Regions from separate parts of the Mus musculus genome. Here region 1 is linked to region 2. A link is a contact called in public HiChIP or PLAC-seq data. All regions are on one chromosome and are shown on one strand. Each heading gives the region's core, a stretch centred on a gene start, on an enhancer-like site or on the middle of the called end of the contact. The rest is flanking DNA. Distances are from core to core; before and after follow the strand shown.

What was found. HiChIP or PLAC-seq counts read pairs in DNA pulled down with a chosen protein or histone mark.
Region 1: a contact with region 2 is called in an H3K27ac HiChIP or PLAC-seq map of microglia, with 4 times the contacts expected there. The contact joins two enhancer-like sites. A contact is called at or near these places in 1 of 484 Hi-C or Micro-C datasets (granulocyte-monocyte progenitors) and 4 of 115 datasets of contacts at active chromatin or transcription factors (extraembryonic endoderm stem cells, fibro-adipogenic progenitors, microglia and 1 more).

The regions. Positions count from the first base shown.
Region 1 is chr8:108,746,796-108,752,475 of GRCm38.p6, forward strand. All of the region lies in intron 1 of Zfhx3 (zinc finger homeobox 3), which reads left to right. Among named protein-coding and RNA genes, the nearest start is that of Zfhx3, 35 kb to the left of the region's middle. Within about 2 kb of position 2,341, at least 102 of the 459 cell types and tissues checked have an H3K27ac peak or open chromatin away from gene starts, as enhancers often do. A contact at or near this core is called in microglia, where this site is marked.
Region 2 is chr8:108,593,363-108,599,063 of GRCm38.p6, forward strand. It overlaps a transcript of Zfhx3 not described here. Among named protein-coding and RNA genes, the nearest start is that of Lncbate1, 12 kb to the left of the region's middle. Within about 2 kb of position 1,924, at least 51 of the 459 cell types and tissues checked have an H3K27ac peak or open chromatin away from gene starts, as enhancers often do. A contact at or near this core is called in microglia, where this site is marked.

The DNA.
Region 1 (5,680 bases), core at 1,091-3,590, 150 kb after region 2:
GCTACACACTGACATCTTATGTTATCTCTACCTGTCTCACTAAAGACCATCTCTTAGAAATAGGGAGGGAGGCTTAGATGCAAACTTTAGAAGCCTCTCTCCTTCCCAAGCAGTGTGGTATTTATTGTTTGGCTAAAACTATAGTATGTTGAGCTCCTAAGGGTAGAAGTTGAGAGAGAAAGGAGGAGAGAGTATGTAAAGGGTCTTCACGTGAGTCTGTGGCGGATGAGCTCAGGCAGTGTAGAAGGAAGCAAAGGTTACAGTTAGATGGGCGTGGTGTGTTGGTCACTTAGAGGGGACAGGCAGGAAAGTGTGCATGGTGGTGGTTTCCTCTCCACCTTCCTTGTACTAGAGATGATCAGGGGATGTGGGAATGACTGGTCTGTGACATAGCGTCAAAAATGGAGCCAGATGACAGGCCTCATGGCTTCATTGTGACTTTTTTGGCAGTTTTTAGGGGAGCAAGGAATCCTGATTCGGTTTCTGGAGTGCGTTTTCCATCTGTGGGTGCATTTTCTACTAACCAGGGTCATGCAGATGGTTCATTTCTTGGCCAGACTCTAGAGGTATTCTTTTTACTTTTTAATTTTTTTTATTTTTTGGTTTTTCGAGACAGGGTTTCTCTGTGTAGCCCCGGCTGTTCTGGAACTCACTCTGTAGACCAGGCTGGCCTTGAACTCAGAAATCCACCTGCCTCTGCCTCCCAAGTGCTGGGATTAAAGGCGTGTGCCACTATGCCTGGTTCTAGAGGTATTCTTAAGAACTTAGTGGAACTGATTTTTTGGGGGTGGTGGTGGGTGTGGGTGAGTTAGAATTATTAATAATATCATGGAGCAGTGTATTAAGTTCTAGGTAAGCATCTCCCTCCACCACCAGGTGCTGGGACTTGAACCCAGGGACGTGTGGCAAGCACAAGTTCTCCCACTGAGCTAACCACCCACTCTCTAGGGAAGAATCGCCAGGGCAGAAATCTTGGGTAATGATGTTCCCAGATTGCAACACTCTCAAAACTGGGAGATAACACGATTTTCTTTTTCGACTCAGTTACCAAGATCAAGAAGTCTTTCCAGGTTAGAGCAGTGTCTGCTCTTCCAGAGGTTGGATTGGCAGCACCTACAGGGTTGTGTACCTTCCTCTGTAACTCCACTTTCAATACTGGGGACGCAAGGCTTGCACACAGTGCATTTGCAACCAGGCAGGCAAAACACTCATATATAAAACAACCCCCCCCCAAAAAAAAAGGGAAAATAAAAACTTAAGGTTACTCTTTTAAGAAGAGTTAGTTTCAGCCAAGTTCCAAGAAGAACTTAGAGGAATTTAGTCCTGGCCGCCAGTGGGCATTAGGCTCTAGACTCAGGCTGAGTTGAGACCCAGCACAGCCAAGTTCTGGAGATGAACGGGGTGTACGGTTTCTGCTTACTGCAGGATGTTCCTGTCCGTGCTTTGGTGTTGGAGAATTGAGGCAGGGTCCCCTGTCAGGCGGGTTCGGCCTCTGACCGTGGCAGTGTAGACACTGGTTCAAGCTGCCTCTGCTTTTCAGTGTTTCTGACATTTGCCTGCAGCATTTAGCATGATTTCATCTTTTTTTGGTTTCGTGAGCCGATAGTGTCCCTTCCGGTACAGATTCTTGTTTTGGTAGCCGTGGAAAATGCTTCCTCTTTGGGCTTAGGAAACAACTGTCAGTTTTCTAGACCTAGACAGGAACTTATCCAGTAGTCCCAGAGTGTCCGTGAAGACCTCCCTTAGTAGCAAAACTGGCGTGTTCCCACCAAAAGGCATCTACAAAGGACATCTTAATTCTACATATGCCTTTAAAAATTATTTATTTTTATTTATTTATATAAATTGCAGCATTATCTCTTGGGAAAGATTTACCTTAAATCTTAAAAAAAAAATCTACCCCTAAGTTTACAGCATTAGCACATATGTAGTGCCAGCCCTTGTGGTACTTAGTTTAGGAGGTGAATGGATCCGGTGGGTCAGACCTTCTGGACACTGCTACTCTGAGGGTGTAGCTTCCAAAGACAGACCCGACATATTCAGCAGACTGGAGATTCCTGGCTGCCAGCTCAGTTCTTTTATGAGGTGTCTAGAGTCAGCTCCCCAGAGAGGAGGAGGCTAAGATGAGGTCACCTGGTCCTGCAGGTCAGCAGGGGAGGTTCTGCCCTGGGGCTGTGTGCCCAGTCCTTGGATAATGCGGTATTTTCGCTTTAATGCATCTGAAATGTGGATTATACTATTAATTACTGCAGGACAAAACAGGATTAGTGCAGCTGCTCCGCTCTCCTCTCTGCACTTTTACACTTCCCCTTTGCTAGGGACCAGCCAAAAGGGCAGTTGGTTTTCCTGTGGTCTCTCTTTTGTCTTAGCCGCAGGGGGTGCTGAACCTCTGGGGCTCAGAAGACAGAGAATGTGAGCGAGGCCGCCAGGCTTGCAGGGGCCAGGGGTGGGGTGGTTTCCTTCCCTATAGCTGGGGCTTTTTTTTTTTTTTTTCTATGTTCTGAGGGTGTCTGGAGGGTGGCCTGGCCTCTGTAGGAAGAGTTGTTACAGTCTCTGAGCTGTCAGGTTTCTGCAGCTGGAGTCGTGGTGCCACAGAGTGTTGTTCTGTGTGTGGAAGCCCACAGGCATCCAGTGGGTTGAGACTTTCTTATGTAGTGAGAACTTAGAGAAAGGAGACTTGTGGGATGGCTCACGGGGGTAGGGGTGGGGTGAGGGGGGAGAGCTTGGTCCATCTCAATCCATACTCACACACACACACACACACACACACACACACACACCACACAGACACATATACAGAGACACAGACATACACACACAGACATACACAGATACACAGACAGACACACACAGATACACAGACAGACACAGATACACATCCAGACAGACACAGAGACAAATAGACACACACACAGATTCATATATACAGACACACAGAGAGACACAGAGCCACACAGACACACACACATATAGACACAGAGACAGACACACAGACACACACTTTCTTTTTATTTTTAAAAAGTGTAATGGGAAGGCCTTGACTTAGGCTGCTTGTCTCTAGCCAGTGTGTGAGGGTGGAGACTAGCGGCCTGCAATGAGGTAATGCCCTTTGTATTTTGAGAAGCTCTAAATCCCCAAGCTTGGCTACTTCTCCCTTATCTTTGCATAAAGCATTATAGATTTTAAGTAATATATGATTACATTTTCTATTTTTCCCATATTCAAGCTAGTGTGCTCATTTTTCATCCATATGGAATGAATTTTTTTTTTAAGTGGATGAGGCGTTAAATAACCACACCTCACTAACAGTGTTCCCAAGAGTGCATAACTTGGTAGTGTTTGCAGTTCTGTAGAATGTAATAATCTGTCGTGTGCAGGCGTGTGGATTTCTGTTTACTGGCATCCTTCATTAGAGGGTAACATAATATACAGAATTTCCCAGTTGCAGAAATTAGAAGTAGGAAGCAGCTTCCTTCAACAGAAACTGGAAAACTGATTTATGGACTTCACTTTTCTTCTCTCTCTCCAACTTGAGAAAGTGACAGAGTCCTCGAGAGGAAGGAAAGGAGTTGATGTGGCAGAAGACCTTTTATCACAGGTTAATTCAATTAATTTGGGATCGCCATTCACACGGAGCAATAATGGGGTCCGCAGCCGCAGAGATGCACAGCAGCACTTGAGAAGATAGGAGAGGGTGGGAAAAACTGAGACTGTCTTCTCCACTTCACCCTGTGAATTGGGAGTTTTCAGAATAGCAGCCTGACTGAATACCAGTGAACTCATAAGGTTGATTTTTCGCCCCCAGTTTTCCCCAAGATCTTACTTTTTTTTTTTTCCAAACTTGGAAATCGTACAAATTACAGAATTAAGAGGTTATTTATTTATTTATTTATTTACTTCTTTTTATCTGCCTTTTCTCTTCTCAGGCCATAGCTATAACATCATAGGGCCAAGCCTTGCTCAGGGAACCAGAACTCCGACTTTCACTTAAAGTATGGGCACTGATTGGGTAATATATTTGGAATTTCTGTGGTTTTATTTCCATTGAGGGACAGTGTGCTTATTAATTAATGAAAAGGGGCTGGGGGTGAGTTCCGTGGATAAGAGTGCTGGCTTAGCATGCAGGAAGCCCTGGGCTTGATCCCTCCTATTACATAAACTGGCAATGGTGGCCCAGGCCTGTGACCTCAGCACTTGGGGCGTGGCCAGAGACACAGAAGTTGTCATCCTCAGCCACGTAAAAGCTTTCCAGATCAGCCTGGCCTGCACCAGACTCTTAGACAAACTAGAATTGACATGTTCCCCTGTTCACGAGTAAAGCATGCTGTACTACGGTCACGAGGAAGACCTCAGCGTTCAGAGAACCAAGGTGTAGCGGTCACTGCCAAGTTTGCGTTTAGGGGACACATTTGTAGTTTGAAGCCCGTCCGTTATTAAATGGGGGGTAGTGAGAATAAATGGATTTAACTTTCAGTTTAGAGTTGGGAAGAATAAGTAAGAAAAGATGTATTGAGAAAGAATACTAGGAAACAAGTGGACTTAATGGGCCAGGCCAATCGAAACATTTGAATTGATAAATCTAAGAGCTACCTATTTGGGGGGAGAAAGAAAAAGAAATGGGCCAAGTCATTATGGCGTCTAAGTAAGAAAAGAGCTAAAACCAAGTTGGCATTGTGGAAATGGAGTAGCATTCTACCTTGTATTTGAAATGAAATCTTTTTTTTTTTTTTGTGAGATAAAATACAGTCATTTAAAATACAAATGTGAAAAATCCCAGGGAGGAGACTATTTTAGGGAAATGACTCAGACATCTAAAAATTTAAACCAAGAACTAGAAGAGAAGTTGAGAGAGAGAGAGAAAGAGAGAGAGAGAGAGAGAGAGAGAGAGAAATGTGAATGACAATAATAAAACATCCCAAAGCCTTCCCAAGAAAGGCCTGGGATGCAGTGAGTTTAATGGGTGAGTTAAGTTCTTTAAACTTTAGTAGACAAAATAATTGCCCGTGCAGTAAATTTTTCCAGAGCTTACAGAATTATCACAGTTCCAGGAACCAGCACTGTCACAGAGTGTCCAAAGATGCCGAGAACCCAGGGGGCAGCGATGTGACCCTGGAGGAGAAGGCAGGACAGGAGTGACTTTGATACTCAGATCCTGACTCGAGAAAAAGAATAGGAGAGAGAAGATTACTCGTAGGTGCAGAATGCCGGAGGCTAGTCACACCTAGATTTTTAGCGGTCTTTCAAAAAGAGCCATGATGAGAGGGCTCATCCCAGGGAAGTAAGAAGGGATTGACGCCTTCGCTGTATGGCCATATAAGTAGAGCAAAGAGAAGCATCTGCATGCAGAAGGACACTTGTTGTTATTCTTTTTTTCTAGTTTGTTGCAAGAGATTGCGTTCATACAACAGCTTCAGACTCAATAGAGGAGCGCTGAGGCAGCAGTTTGGGCCCAGCGGAAGGAAACAAAGACAATTCATTCCTTTTTCCTGCCTTATTGAATTGGCCAGCAAACCAGAGTCAAATAACAGTTAAAAAGAAGCAATGGGTTAGATGTTATTGTCTTCCTAGGACAGTCAAATACGTTGGAATTTGATTAAGGAGTTGAGTTGCAAAGTAAAAAAAAATTTAAAACACTACACACACAACACACACACACACACACACACACACACACACGTAT
Region 2 (5,701 bases), core at 674-3,173:
CACACGCCCCGGGTGTGGCTTTTCAAACCAGCAAAATCAACTCCAGATATCTGAGGGAGAGCAAACACAGAGTACAAATGTGTCAAGAGGAAGAGAGCAGGGAAGAAAAAAAAAACTGCTAATATGATCAAATGCAAGGAGAATACAACAAGCTGCAGCCCGTCAGAGATCTCAGGAGACATAGCTCGGAAAGCACAAAAGTCCTTCGGCGGAGGTAATGAGGCGCATCTAATTATATTTAAGAAAGAAACATCGAGAACGACCCTAAAAGCCTCCCCCAACTTTTTCCCTAAAAAAGAATCAATGGAGCCCAAATGCTAAGCAGACAGTGACAGGGCGACTTCAGAGCAAGCGAGGAGTTCTAGACAGCATCATGGGGACATGAGGTTGTCACTTTCCCAGAACTGAGAAAAATATTGTGGGCACACACACACACACACACACACACACACACACACACACACACTTCTCTGTCTATTGTGTTTTAAACAACAACAACACCTCAAAAAAAGTCCCAGGAAGAAGCAACGGGGAGAGGAAAGAGGGCAGAAGAAAGAAAAAGGAGAGAGAAGAAGTACGGGGCAGGCCCCGCCATGAGAAATCAAGGCAGTCCAAATGACATTTGACACCGCCAGGCCACAGCTGAAGAACAAGGGAAAAGTTTTAGGGCGACTGTCATTGACCCATAGTCCTTCACTCCTAACCTTTCCCTCCAACATATGTTTCTCATTTCCTTGCTTATAGCTGGTCCAAGCTAATGATATGTGTTTTGGCCAGGGTCCCGAGCTCGGCATACAGCCGGTCTTGTTCTCATTGTCCGGGCTACTTACAGAAACCTCTTTCTCTGTGTCTTTCTCTCTCTCTCTTGCTCCAAAAAAAAAAGTAAGAAAGAAAGAAAGAAAGAGAAAAAGGGAAAAAGGAAAGAAAAAAAAAACCGCCTTAGAGAGCAGTAAATATGCAAAGCAGCCCCGAGCTCTATACAGCTACCATCTTGAACATGGCCCTTGCCACCCTAACACACCCCATCAATAAAGGCCTGAAGAGAGGACCCACGGGTGAGGGGTAAGTTCAATACAAAAGCAGTGGAAATTCAAACAAATTGGCCCATTAGAGTCTCACACAGCTATAAATACAGCACACACGGGCTATTTTGAGGGACGGTGGCATGGGAAAGTTCGGCCTGGAGTCTTGAGTCTGTCAAAGGAGACGGATCTCTTCCAAGACATGGGAAGAGGATGGACCCAGTGCTCGTTCAAGGAGGGTAGGGAGGAGGAGGGCAGGGAGAAGGAAGACTGCGAACCAGCCCTCACAGACAAAAAGTAAGGAGGTAAGGCTTATTCTGCACAGCAGGACAGCAGGACTCAAAAACCTATGTTCAAACCTTGGGCCAGTGTCTGTCACTCAGAGAATCCCTGATCTCTGAAAAACCCGGACATGCCCTTTTGCTCCTTAGGGGTCAATGGACCAGTTCACTCTTCCTGAAGGACCCAGCAGGCAGAGGAGGAGGGGTGGGAACCAGTGAGTCCTAGGCAGCCTGAGTCTGAAGGAGGTTCTGACTGACCATAAGGGGACTATGGAGGAGTCCCCTTATTCTGGCCATCAGACCCTGAGGACCAGCATCCAGTGTGGATATATTTGTACGAGATGTGGGGTGCTATAATCTGAATTTGAGGAAACTGGAGCCCATAAAGGAGAGTTAGTAAAATGTACAAGCAGACAATTCGTATGCAAATGTCAAGAGCTGTTTAACATGTCCCTTGGGGCCTGTCAACAGCCGGCACTGAACTGCCAGCAGTTAGGAATGAGTAAACACGGAACACACATCTACTTAGGCATCAGGTACCTGCCTAGCCGAGCTGCTTCTTCACAGCCCTGCTGTCTGTGAAACTCCCAGTTCCTCTGCCTTCAGACCGGATACCCAGAGCAACCGCAGGTTTACTCGGTCACAGTTTGAGCGCTTACTGCCTACCAAGCACTGTCTGAGACATAAAGGCCACACAGACACAGAACTGGAATCGCAACTGGCCTGTCCCTGACCCTACAATACCCTGGTTGGATTCTGTTCTATGTTGTAGCTTGCTAGAGTCTTTCCTTTAAAAGTCCTATTTTGGTGCATATATAAATGTGTGTGTGTGTGTGTGTGTGTGTGTGTGTGTGTGTGTGTGTTTCAATACATAAAAATGACAGTGTAAAAATATAACATCCTCTATTTTAGAGGCTCTTTATAACTTGCCGAAGTCAAGAGAGAGTTCCCAGATTATCAAGAAAATGGCTTTAGCAGATTAAATTTTAATGAGTCTGGGAAAAGGCTTCGCTGTATTCTGGGTTGGAGTCCTTGCTGTGTATGTGAAGTAGAGTGGAGTCCTTTGCAGATGTTGGATCTGAATTCTCCATGTTGTGTATGAAACCTCAGATCCTCTTCCGTGCGGGGCCCATAAGGGCACTTATCCCAGGACAGCATAAAGGGGAAGAGTCTGCCCAGATTCCCATGACAACTCCCTTTTCCTGAAAGTCTCTGACAGACACTTCCTGGGGAGACAGGAAGTGCGGACAGGAAGACAACTGAGGTCGTCTCTTCCCATGTCCGGCTCGTCCCACCTCCTAGATTCATCTGGTAGCTGACAACTTCGGGCTGTGCTTCTGTGTTTTCGCTGGTCCCGTCCCCAGCTGTTCTGGAGAACGTTGGGAGGCAACCAGTGTCGCTTTTGTCCCCTTTTTCCCAGAAGCCACGGGGATCTCAAACATACCTCAGTAATAAACTGCGTAGGAGAAACTCATGAGGGGAAGAGACGTCAAAAAAAAAAAAAAAAAAATGTGATATAACTGACTCCAAAGTAAAAATAAATGATAGGCTGACTTCATGTTTGTAGTTAACATTATGACGTTAACAGTTATTCAGTAAGTGTTGCAGGATCCTGAGTGTGTGCCAAGCACTCTGCTAGGGTTGGCCATAGAGTATTGCACAATATAGATATAGTCCCTGCTTTCTAAAGCCGACAGTGTCAAAGGATGCCATCAGGGGAGAGACTCACCTCACCGGAGTAACCTCGAAGCAAACACGTACATACCAGTTGTCAAATGCAGTGAAGAGAAAAAAAAAAACCAGTTTAAGAGATGGCACTGACAGGGCCTGACTGAAATCTCAGTGAGGAAGGGAGTCTCCCAGCTCCTAGTGAATCCCAGCTCCACTCAGGGACCTGAAGGGAGACTAGAGTGTGGCTCTCTGCTCCACGCTCACGCACTTGAATGCCCTACCAAAATATTTCACTTTGAAACCTGAAGAGTCGTGGGGGGGGGGGGGGGCTGGAGAGACTGCTCATCGGTTAAGAGTCACCGACTGCTCTCCCAGAGGACCTGAGTTCAATTCCCAGCCACCACATGGTGGCTCACAACCATCTGTAATGGGATCCGACGCCCTCTTCTGGTGTGTCTGAAGACAGCTATAGTGTATTCATAAATAAAATAAATAAATTTTTAAGAAAAAAAGTTAATTTACAAAAACCTGGTTAAAAAAAAAAAGGAAGAAACGTGAAGTGTCAGCAGGCATAACCTTCAGATCTCTATGTTCATAATCGCCTCAAAGCCAACACAGGAAGGCACGATTTGCTTATGTTTATTATACACAATGCTCCCAGTTCAGGGCTTGAATATAGGAAGAGTCCCAGAGCACAGCATTTGCCTCCTGAGGACTATTTTGACTAATCTAAGATTCCCACATCTGCATCCCCAATGCCCAGCAAAATTCACAGGGTTATTACACTATCACGGTGTCATGTGCTAAATGCTTAGACTATATTAGAGAAACCGATGTCTCTTCTTGGCATGTCTTCTCCGGACCCTGCTTTGGCTTCATTCATGGGCATCTTGCCATTTTCAACACCATAGTTTCATTGAGCCTTCTTGGGGACAGGGTCCAGTGTGTAGAACGGGGACAGCAGCTCTGAAAATAATTATAAAATAAATAAGTAAAGTGGGAAGCAGCAAGGAGGGGACAGAGAGCTTTCGGGGGAGTGTTTCCAAATAACAAAAGGGGAGGCTGACTAGCTAACTAACTAGCTAAGTAGAGGTTACAAACACCCTAGAAGTGTAAGGAGGAAGTGGAAACAGGAGACGTTCAGTCGTGGTCATGGATGCCTGTAATCCAGTGCTAGGGAGGCAGAGGCAGGAGGGTCACAAATTTAGGGTCAGCCTGGGCTACATGGGAAAAAAAAAAACAACCTTGTTTTTTAGGGGCTGGAGTTGTTAAGGAATGACTCTGTTGTTAAGGGCACTGGATGCTCTTACAGAGGCCCCTGATTTGCTTCCCAGCATCCTCATGGCAGCCCACAACCATCTGTTACTCCAGAGGATCCAACACCCTCTTCTGGTCTCTCTGGGCAATCCATGAACATGGTGCACAGTCATACATACAGGCTAAATACCCATACACATAAAAATAAGTAAAATAATAAATAATTTTAAACCACATTTTTTAAAAAGAGTGAGAGGGAGAATGAGGTGGCTGCTCGGAAAGGCTGTGCCGTGTATGTCACTGAATGTGCTGCAGATGGAGAGATGTGACCGCATCCTGTCATTCTTAGCATAAGTGTTGGAGACACCCCCAAAGTCAAAGAGGTCGAGGCAAAGAAAGTCTGTAGAGCGGGCGCTCAGTTAGACACTGGACACTTCAGAAGGGGTGAAGTGAGATCCGAATGTGGCAAACGGAAGCGCAGAGGTTTCTGGTGTGAATGAAAACAGTGGAACTCCGGGGGAAGCTCTGTCAGCTGGGGCTCAGGATGTAGCTCAGGTGGGAGCATGCTTGTCTGGCAGTGTGAAGCCCTGGCTTCGGTCTGAAACACCACACAGACTGGGTGTGGTGGTGCACACCTTCCATCCCAGCACGAGGAGGCTGACAGACTTCTGTCTATTCTACATAGTGTGTTCCAGGCCAGCCTGTGCTACATAGAGAAACTCTGCCATAAACAAGACTTTTTTTTTTTAATGGTATGTGTGTTATGTGTGAATGAGCATGTATGTCCCAGAGCCCAGAGACAAAGGATCCCTGGGAACTGGAGTGATAGGTGGTTAGATACTACCTCATATGAGCCCTGAAGACCAATCAGGTCCTTGGCAAGTACAGGAAAGGCTTTTGACCACTGAGCCATCCCTCAATCCCCGAAGCAAGACTTAATAGGAACAATTTGGGGGGGGGGGATGTTTAAACAAATGTTTATTTCATTAAAGACAAGCGGTGGGAAGTGTAGTCTCTTGTTAGAGTTGGGTGGATCTCCACATTTTAAAACCATTCACATTAGACTGGAGATCAATGGAGAGAAATGTCTGAAAAAGTTTGAAGAAGAAAAGGGGTCGGGGTGGGGGGTAAGGGGTGGCTTTTTTTCAGCAAAAAGCCCAAAGCAAGAGCCATTGTCCTTAGTCAGGAGCACTGGAAGAATTTTCCTCAGAACAGACATGGTTTAAAGTCGCCGCTCCTTGGTCAGACCCCTGTTCCCCAGGATGGTGACAAGTTCCATAATTGTTCTGACTTTGTTGGTTTTGTTGGGGGATTTTTTTTTTCCTCTCCACAAACCTGTTCATGAAAGTCCCATAAAATGGCCTTACCCAGCCCTCTCTGTCTCCAGAAATATGATACACGGTGGCTCGAGAGAGAGAAAGAAAAGAAAATTATTTTTGCCTTTACTTCACAGGCGCTTGGCACAAGTTG